Linked DNA regions of Mus musculus: region 1 is linked to region 2. The links are chromatin contacts, called in public Hi-C maps. All regions are on one chromosome and are shown on one strand. Each heading gives the region's core, a stretch centred on a gene start, on an enhancer-like site or on the middle of the called end of the contact. The rest is flanking DNA. Distances are from core to core; before and after follow the strand shown. Region 1 overlaps Gpc6 (glypican 6). Region 2 holds the start of Gpc6 (glypican 6).

Region 1 (5,122 bases), core at 496-2,995, 120 kb before region 2:
GTGGCTGTGGCACCAGATTTCCAAATGTCAACAAAGTCCCATTAGTACTTAAGCCAAGATCCCTCTGGCCTGTCTTTATCTTCTCTCTATGCATCCTTTCTGTGGCTATTTATGTATTACCATTCAAAACATGAACGTGGAGAACTGACTTCCAGTATTAGAACATGATTTCAGATAAACTCCTTAAGTAGCAGTTTCATAAATGGCCATGTTCTTGTTATCTTCTCTTGTTGCACAACTGTAAAATTAATTGATCACAGAAAATGTTCTTGGCCAGGCTTCTTAAGGTCAGTTTTCTTCTCACATCTACCCTATAATCCCAAAATATCCCAAGACAAAGAATCGATTGGGATAAACAGATGCACTGTAGAGATTTTCTAGCTCAACTCCCATGTTCCAAATGCCTGAGTTTTTACTGAAACCAGTACAGAGATCTTTAAGGGCATTGATTTCTGAGTTTTATTAGGCTGTCCTAAGGGGTTCTGGTAGCAACCTCAATTCCACCTTCTTCATTAGGTCACCAGAGTAAAAGCTTCCTGTGGGTGGCAATTGTACCTGAGGTATCCTGAAGTCACAGGACATATCTTGGACTTTTAGATGCTCATTCAATTGCTAAATTCTGTTCTACAAAATATGAATGGTTCTGAGTTGTCCTTGGGTTATATTTAAAAAAAATAAATAAATGAATAGAGAATAAAGACAAATGTTTTATTTGCTTAATACCATGTAATGAGAAACACAGGAAACTGGCCACAGACTTAACTATGGAATTATAATTGTTCCTCCAGCCTACTTTTTCATTTGAGACAATAATTACATCATTTGTCCATCTCCCCCTATCCCGGGCTTTGTCCTCTCTAAGCCCTCCCATATATCTTTCCCTGCTTCTTTCATTCATGTCCTCTGTTTCTCATTAATTACTGTGACATGACTATTCATAAAGAAGAAGAGAGTCTAGGATGCCTCGATCGAACCCATATAAGGAACTATAGGCAACTAAGGAATATTGAGAGTGGGAGAAATTATCTTCTCTGGGGACAAGGACACTAATGGGTTCTCCTACACCAGGTGTCCCACCTTGACCACAAACCCATGAGTGACATTCCACAAATGGAGCAACTCACTTTTTGATCACCGATTCTCTATCATTCTAACTGCATTTTTGGTCCTGATTATTATGAAAGATGACACACCAATTTGAGAAAAATAGATGGTGAGAGTCTCACAGGTTCAACACACACACATCCATCTCACAGGGCTTCCTGTGCTATTTCTTGAGGATGGTGGTGTATGTAAATTATCACTCATTTTCTTTCTTAGTTTGTTTGTATTTTAGTTACCAGGAGAAGAAAATGCCAAAATAAAAGCTAATGTAAACTGGCCTCTGAATAATTCCATGTTTAGAGTTTAACAAAGATGTCAAGCACTCCCTACTAAGAGGCTATTAATTCTGCAAGCAGAGGCTCACAGTGAGAAGAGGTTGTGTTTTGGTGTCTTTATTTCAGTATAATCTGGAATGTATTCCTTTGCATTTAAATGGACCGAAAGGGACTAAAACATTAACTTGGGGTTCATTAAAAGTAAGCAGAATTCTGTCCATTCATTACATCCACCCCCAAAGCTTCCTCTAGTGAGAGACAGAATCACCAGTAGAAACAGCTGGGTCCGCGTGGTTCCATGCTGTTGGAACACCATTGTCTGGTAGGCTTAATGTCACGTCTGTACTGTTATATACCACAGAGGGAGAAGCCGAGATGCATGCAGCAGGGCGGCTGGCTAACATTCTGTAGCTAATTACACAGAGCTCCATGGCAATGCTGAAGGAAGGACAACACTGCATATGTCTCAGAAGGGAATAGAAAGATATTTTGTTTATAGCCACCCATCTGTCTGGTTTAACAAAGCTATAGAGAAATGCAAGGCACCATTTAGTGTGTCCTTCAAAAATGATTTTCTCATCATCTACTTTCTATTGGTATCCTCTCAGCAACAGGCTAATAGACTGTTCCCATCTTACCAACAATAACATCCCTGATTTTCTCAAGTTCCTTCTGCAGTCAGGTTCCTCTAATAGAAGCCACATCTACACAAATTATTGACTTGTGTAATAAAGGCTAATTCATATTTTTTCTAAATGCAAGATAGGAAGGCTTTAAAAAGTCTCTTCAGTTAGACCTATGTGTGCTTACCAAGGTTTTGCAACGAGTAGATAGACCTTATATGACTGCATTGGAAACCACCAAAATGAATATCCAGGCATAACATTTGCTCTGTGCTTAAGTGAGATACAGAGGTGTTCACTGGCTTGCCTGAAGTCCCAACAGTGATTGCAAGCATAGCCCCATGCCTACATATTAGACATGTTGTTTTCATCACCTTCTGCCCATTGCTTCTCCAGCCTTCTAAAGAATGAAACATTAACAGGGACTCGAGGTCTGCAGAGACTGCCATGTAAGAGTGAAGCTGAAAAGGCCCAACATGAACTGCTGGCTCTTCCAGGAGAAGGTGATTTCTGCCTCCCTTAAGATTGCTAAAACTTTCTTTATATATGTTGGATATTAGTCCCCTATCTGATTTAGGATAGGTAAAGATCCTTTCCCAATCTGTTGGTGGTCTTTTTGTCTTATTGACGGTGTCTTTTGCCTTGCAGAAACTTTGGAGTTTCATTAGGTCCCATTTGTCAATTCTCGATCTTACAGCACATGCCATTGCTGTTCTGTTCAGGAATTTTTCCCCTGTGCCCATATCTTCAAGGCTTTTCCCCACTTTCTCCTCTATAAGTTTCAGTGTCTCTGGTTTTATGTGAAGTTCCTTGATCCACTTAGATTTGACCTTAGTACAAGGAGATAAGTATGGATCGATTCGCATTCTTCTACATGATAACAACCAGTTGTGCCAGCACCAATTGTTGAAAATGCTGTCTTTCTTCCACTGGATGGTTTTAGCTCCCTTGTCGAAGATCAAGTGACCATAGGTGTGTGGGTTCATTTCTGGGTCTTCAATTCTATTCCATTGGTCTACTGGTCTGTCTCTATACCAGTACCATGCAGTTTTTATCACAATTGCCCCAGTCAAAATGGCTAAGATCAAAAATTCAGGTGACAGCAGATGCTGGCGTGGATGTGGAGAAAGAGGAACACTCCTCCATTGTTGGTGGGATTGCAGGCTTGTACAACCACTCTGGAAATCAGTCTGGCGGTTCCTCAGAAAATTGGACATAGTACTACCGGAGGATCCAGCAATACCTCTCCTGGGCATATATCCAGAAGATGCCCCAACTGGTAAGAAGGACACATGCTCCACTATGTTCATAGCAGCCTTATTTATAATAGCCAGAAGCTGGAAAGAACCCAGATGCCCCTCAACAGAGGAATGGATACAGAAAATATGGTACATCTACACAATGGAGTACTACTCAGCTATTAAAAAGAATGAATTTATGAAATTCCTAGCCAAATGGATGGACCTGGAGGGCATCATCCTGAGTGAGGTAACACATTCACAAAGAAACTCACACAATATGTACTCACTGATAAGTGGATATTAGCCCCAAACCTAGGATTCCCAAGATATAAGGTACAATTTGCTAAACACATGAAACTCAAGAAGAATGAAGACTGAAGTGTGGACACTATGCCCCTCTTTAGAATTGGGAACAAAACACCCATGGAAGGAGTTACAGAGACAAAGTTTGGAGCTGAGATGAAAGGATGGACCATGTAGAGTCTGCCATATCCAGGGATCCACCCCATAATCAGCATCCAAACGCTGACACCATTGCATACCCTAGCAAGATTTTGCTGAAAGGACCCAGGTGTAGCTGTCTCTTGTGAGACTATGCCGGGGCCTAGCAAACACAGAAGTGGATGCTCACAGTCAGCTAATGGATGGATCACAGGGCTCCCAATGGAGGAGCTAGAGAAAGAACCCAAGGAGCTAAAGGGATCTGCAACCCTATAGGTGGAACAATATTATGAACTAACCAGTACCCCGGAGCTCTTGACTCTAGCTGCATATGTATCAAAAGATGGCCTAGTTGGCCATCACTGGAAACAGAGGCCCATTGGACACGCAAACTTTGTATGCCCCAGTACAGGGGAACACCAGGGCCAAAAAGGGGGAGTGGGTGGGTAGGGGAGTGGGGGTGGGCGGGTATGGGGGACTTTTGGTATAGCATTGGAAATGTAAATGAGCTAAATACCTAATAAAAAATGGAAGGAAAAAAAAAAGATTGCTAAAACGTGCTGCCTGATTACTCTACATCCTTTTTATACTATTATCTGGGTCTTCAGTACCTGACTACAAGTAAGATATCTACAATAAAGCCTGATACAAAGGCTGATGTGTATCACACACAAACACACACATACAAACACACACACAGAGAGAGAGAGAGAGAGAGAGAGAGAGAGAGAGAGAGAGAGCATATGAAAGAATAAAATGATAAAAATCACTCTAAATATAATTCTAATGTAAATCCTTATGTCTATCAAGTCAGAAATAAGTCAAAAGGAAGTAAATACAAAGAATGTTTGATCGAGTGAGCCTGCTGTGGTTGGATCTGCAGCCTGCAGTCTAGAGAGATGAGTGGACAACATGGTAAAGAAGACAGGGACCAGATATTGTGAGCTCTGCTTTCCAGAAGAAAGGATAACTCCAACACCATGGCTTTGCCCCAGATCCCTCCCATGAGCCTTATTTGCCCACATGCAGCTCCATGACCTTGAGGCCTTCTTAGGGACTTTACAGTGTGTGACCCAGGACGACAGTGTTCTAATTCTGCCCATCGCAGTGTTCAAGATTCCCTAACAGCTCTATGGGTAGCTGATATTAAATTATTTCTATGTATTTTTGTTCTCTGTTCTTCTCCCTTTAGAACATTAGGCACAAAACTGCCTTGGGGACTTTGTCTATTTAGTTTGGACTAACTTCTATACCTGTTAAATGGAAAGAAATCAAAGAGGAATGGCCCATTGCTATTCCAAATTATATTTTAAAAAAATTTTTAAACAAACTTGTAAGAAAAAAAAAGTGATTTTTCTCTGAAAGATTTACTCTGCTTCGTCGTCATGGGTTACTAGGGTTCCTTATCACCCAGGTCACAGCATTAGATGATGAAAGC
Region 2 (5,135 bases), core at 2,456-4,955:
ATGGATCGCTGAGAAGGGCTCAAGAGTCAGCTCCTTTGGAAATCTTCCAAATCGGAGAGTCTATCTAATCTGCCGGCATGGGTTTAAAATCAAGGCTGCATGAAGATTGATGGTGCAGACTCTCCCTCTGAAGGCACTTCCTAGATTTATATATTACCTAGAGCCCCCCCTCTGGCAGTTAGAAGAGCTTCTCTCTACCCTGAAAAGGGCAACATTGTTCTACAATTGTGAGCTTGGAGTAAAAGTTTAATAATGTTGAGATGAAATATAATGTTCTTATTACATCGCAGTTATTTTCACTAAGCAAGCTACTTGCAAACATGGCTCAACTGGAATCTGGAGCCTGAACAGCAGTTCTTTTAAATTCCTACCATTTCTCAAGCAAACCACTGGATGTGTAAGCAAGGCAAAGGATGACTCAGGGTTTAAGATAGGAAAACCACCACACAGACTCTACCCTATACTGCATAATGAAATGTAAATGTTGCCAAGAGCTAGGGAGAGAGGGAGAGTGTGTTTATTTAATAACACCATATTTCCTAAGTGGTTATTCCAACAGCAATAGTAAATGCAATGTACTTTAGCGCTGAGTAAAGTTTATTTTGGAAAAAAACAAAACAAAACGCTTTGCCCCCAAATAAAAGCCCTTCAGTTATCTCACAATTCATTCTTTTCCTCCCCAACGTGCCTTTGACTCCATGGGACCGTGATCCTGTCCACCAGCATCGTAGGAAGGACACCCACCGGGCTTGAGATAAAGTCCTCAGCTCCTCCTCCATCCTGCTAGAGGTGATTTCAGTGGGGTGGATATATTTCAGGGACTCAGAGCTGTTAACAGTCTGTGATTTTTTTTTTAAACAATGGGGAAGACAAAAAGTATACAAGCAAAGCCCTCTGCAGTTAACTCCTGGACAATGAGTACAGCCACTGAGAATAGTCTCCTGCAAAGTAATTGGTGACTACAGAAATGATTTACAATAGCCATCTGCCCCATAGCCAGGCGCCCGGACGGTGCCGAGGGTCAAGGCAAGTCTCCTGAGAGTCTCAGAATCTACTAAAGAATACCGATGCAATTTAAAAATACTTTGCTGTTTTCTTCTTGAAGATATCTTATCTTCTGAAATCATGTTGGGAAATATGTGTGTTTAAAAGATGCAGTTTTAAAATGGCCAGATTAGAGGAGAAAAAAAACGAGTTCCTAGAAGGGAGCCCAACTCTAAACGTTTTAAAAGTTGAATTTCCTGAGATGTGGTGAGTTAAAAAGGTGAAGCTGATCCTTATCAATTAATTAGAAAGAATGAAATAACAGTAGACAAAGGGAATGGTGGTTAAGAAACTTAAGGAGTTGCAGGAGCACTGCCTTTCTAGTCATTGATTAACAAATTAGGGAGTGCTCAAGTCGGGTGGGCGAAATCCCAGAGACTGAAGAGTAAGTATTCTTATAATTCACTACACTTTCTCAAGCTTACTAGATCCAGGGAACGGAACGCCTAGCTGTGAATTGGGGAGAGGGTGCGGAAGGGGGAAGGGGGCTCCTTCTACATAAAGCACCACGCTGTTTATGATACATAAGCGTGGTTTGTTTTCCTTTTAGTAATACCCAAATTGATAGAAATATAAGTAAAGACCCTCACCCCAGCGTTTCGAAGCCGATCGTCATAAAGCATTAATTCCACAACGTATTAAAAACTAAGATGTTTTACGATATTTGCAAGTGTTTTCCTTTAGTCCACCAGTTCTTTGGAAAAACAGTGTCTGGTGGAGATCTAGCGATCTGAGGTCACATAGGACGACTTCAGCTACCCGGTTTGAGCAGCCCGCGCCCTCACAGCATCCCTAGTCTCCCCTTGGCCTCTTTCAGCTCGGCTCCCTAGCAGCCAAAGGATTATCTGTCCCCGACACGTTTCATTCACAGAGCCCCAAAGAAGCTAGGAGTCGGTTGGCGCTAAGAGCTGGAAAACACACACCCAGGCTGCTCTGCAAGTTGCTGCTCCGGCAGAGGGTGGGGGCTCGAGAGCTCGGGAGGAAGGAATGCTTGTGACCAGGAGAGCCGGAGAACCTGAAGTGCAGACCCCGGAGACGAACGCCCCCATCGGGTCACTTGCTTAAGTTGGCTCCGCGTGCACCAGCCGGCCAGAGCGGGAGGCCATGCTCGGGACCCGGCGCCACGCCGGGTGGCCCGGTTGTCTCCTCAGCCCGAGTGACCAACCGCAGTCCGGGAAGCACTGGGGCACCCTAATGGGAAAGTCCGCCCCAAATCTGAAGCAGACAGAGTACTAAGACACCTCCTCCAACTGCCTCGGGACTCCAACGTGCAGATCCTAGAGACCCGAGCAATGGGTCCCCTTAGTGGCCCGTCCCCAGCCCAGGAGCCGGGCGCCCAGTCCCTGGAAAGGACCTGGAGAGCAGAGAGCTTGAGTAGGGGAATCTCCGCGTCTCTCCACCGCCCCCGCCGGCGCGAAGGCGGGAGTGGAGAAGGCGCCACTCAGACGGTGGCGCTGAGCAAACTGCGGCCGCAGTTCTCCCAAGTTTGCCCCAGCGAGGGGGATGCTATGGGCGCCCGGCTCCGCTTTCTGCCTCCGCTAGCCGTCCTCACTCCACCGTCCTTTGCTCCAGCGGCCGGGCCAGGCTCTAGGCCAGCCACGGAGGTAGCAGGGCGCGGGAGCAAATGCAGGGAGAGAGGGGCGAGGGACGAGGGTGCTCCCGCGTGTGCACACAATGAGGCGGCGGGCACGCACACCTTCCTCCCGCCCGAAAAACGGGATCAGCCTCCGCCGCCTGGATGCAGGGACGCGGGGTCCCTGGGAGGTACCCGCAGAAAGTGAGCACCAACTGAGCAACAGGGGGTAGGGAGAGGGCGCCCCGCCGCCTCTCGGGGCTGCAGCGGGCCCGGGGCCCACGCTTACCTGCGATCTCCTGGTAGGGGATGTCCGCCAGGCTGAATCCCTTGGCACCGTAAGCCTGACGGACCTCGCTGCAGCTCCGAGCCTTCACGTCCGCCGCGGCCGGGAGGGTCAGCAGCAGCCCGGAGAGAGGAAGAATCACAGCCCGGATCCAAGAAGGCATGGTGCAACATGCAAGTCCACCTCGGCAGCCCCCAGCTCCCTGTGCGCTCTTCACCTTGCCCCTCGAGCCGAAAGCCCGCCAGAGCCTGCGGCGCGCTCCTTAGCCGCTGCCCAGCGTCACCCCCTTCCGCCAGCCGAGGGGACGAGCCGCGCAGACCTCTGGACTGCACTCAGCAAACTTTTATAAGCCAGATGGAGGATGGCAAGCCAACCAGGGCTGCCTTGGGAAGGCTGCCGGCTCCGCTAGCCACTCCGGTAGAAAATCGTTGGAGAAAGAGGAGAAAAGAGGAAAAGGCAAAGAAATGTCTTTTTTTTTTTTTAAACACCACAGTAGGGGTGTTCAGCCCTGCGGTCCGAGTTCCGAGCCGCAGAGTCGTGGAGCGCTGCGAGCTCGCCTATCCAGTGTGCGCGACGAAGGTGGGACCGCGCGCCGGCTCCCCCCACCCCGAGGGAGATGGACAGGCCGGCGCGAGTGTGAGCGCGCGTGTTTGTGGGTGTGAACGCGGGGCTCTCGGGGAGGTGTGTGCGTGGAGGTATGTGATGGAGATGTACGGGATCGAGGGGAAACCTCAGCTTCACATAGACTGAGGGAGCCAGTGAGAGTCTTCTTGAAATGGGAAGAGAGAAAATCCTGGAGACTGACACAGGAGGCAAGAGGGAAGGAGAAAGGAGGGGAGGGAGAGAGGGAGAAACGTGCTACCCAGTGCACAGCCGAAATTCAGAGGCAGAGTCGGCCGCAAAACCTGGAATGGATCGCGAGCCACTAGGCAGGAGGGGAAAGATTACCAGCAAAAGGTCCCTATTTTCTCAATCACTTTATGGCCTCCACACACTTCCGAGATGTTCCCTTTCCTGATATAAACAAACCACCAAAAAAGACAAAGTGTTTGAGGAGAGTAAATGTTATCACGCTATATTTTTCTGGAGATAAAGAATATTGCATTTCCAATTGTTGCTCTTGCCCCAGTGTACCTAACACAAAGCCAGGGAAGAAATGAGCAGAAAAGAAACCTAGGAACGGGGCCAAAGCCACCTCTCTAGGTGGTAGCTGCTTTCGGCTCATCTTAATGTTTTGTTTTGTTTTGTTTTTTCCTAAGAACAGATAGAGGGCCATAGGTCTTTACTCCTCTCCTGTCGGCTCTCTCTCTCTCTCTCTCTCTCTCTCTCTCACACACACACACACACACACACATACACACAAAGAGGGAAGGAGAGAGAGAGAGAGAGAGAGAGAGAGAGAGAGAGAGAGAGAGAGAGAGAGGTTCCACCTACAAAACACTGGATTCTTAAATCACTAGGCTTAGGGCATGTGAAGATAAAACAATGGCTGCTGGCCATGCAAGAAACAGGACCCCAGGAGGGACAAGGTGTTGTAATCTTCTCTCATCAGATTCTCTCAAACACTATAACCTTAACATTTTCTCCCAAGTTCTCAGAAGTCTGTGAAATGGGATGCAAGTGAAAATTCGGGTTTAACCAACTTCCTGAGCCTTTCTTCACGCTAATGAGCACAGAGATCAAATATACTTAAGTCTGCCCTGAAACCCACAGCTCCTGAAACTAACCAATCAGAAAAAGAAGAAAAGAAATGCTATCCAGTAGTGAGGCCTTGTGGACACTGGTCTCCCAGTTCCTGAGAAGTCAGTACAGGGTCAGGCCTAGTTCTGTAGTACTGAAGTATAAATCTGCAGGATGCTGGTTTCCTGATGACTGGTGACCAGAGCGACTCCTGGAGCCTAAATCCTTGCATTTGCCTCTATCCTAGGCACCTTCGTTACTGTCGGAATTGTTCAGCACATCTTCTTTTCCAAGAACTCCTCTTTAGCCCGTCATCCTCCTTATAGAGTGATAGAGTGCTTGCTTGTCGCATCTTCAAAAGTTCATACAAAATGCTAGCGCTCAGGGAACAGAAAGAAGTCTAGTCTAGTTGAGGAGCTTTAAGCCATTTGCAGTCAGTCTCCAAGGAGGTAGTCAGGGGGCTGAAGGGATAGATGGCTCAGCAGTTAAGATCACATGTTGTTCTTGAGAGGACAAGAGTTTGATTCTCAGCTCCCCAACAATATGGCTCAC

Evidence for each region. A called contact is a pair of places that touch in the nucleus more often than the background predicts.
Region 1: a contact with region 2 is called in a Hi-C map of cortical neurons, with 2.0 times the contacts expected there. The contact joins the enhancer-like site here to the promoter of Gpc6 in region 2. A contact is called at or near these places in 7 of 484 Hi-C or Micro-C datasets (the 3T3-L1 cell line, the N1E-115 cell line, cortical neurons and 3 more), 1 of 115 datasets of contacts at active chromatin or transcription factors (embryonic stem cells) and 2 of 9 other capture datasets (adipose tissue and liver).

Annotation. Positions count from the first base shown.
Region 1 is chr14:117,037,839-117,042,960 of GRCm38.p6, reverse strand. All of the region lies in intron 1 of Gpc6 (glypican 6), which reads right to left. Among named protein-coding and RNA genes, the nearest start is that of Gm41246, 47 kb to the left of the region's middle. Within about 2 kb of position 1,745, at least 2 of the 459 cell types and tissues checked have an H3K27ac peak or open chromatin away from gene starts, as enhancers often do. A contact at or near this core is called in cortical neurons, where this site is marked.
Region 2 is chr14:116,923,867-116,929,001 of GRCm38.p6, reverse strand. It overlaps Gpc6 (glypican 6), which reads right to left and starts at 3,705. Exons shown (of 9, transcript NM_011821.3): 1 at 2,907-3,705. The coding sequence starts at 3,066.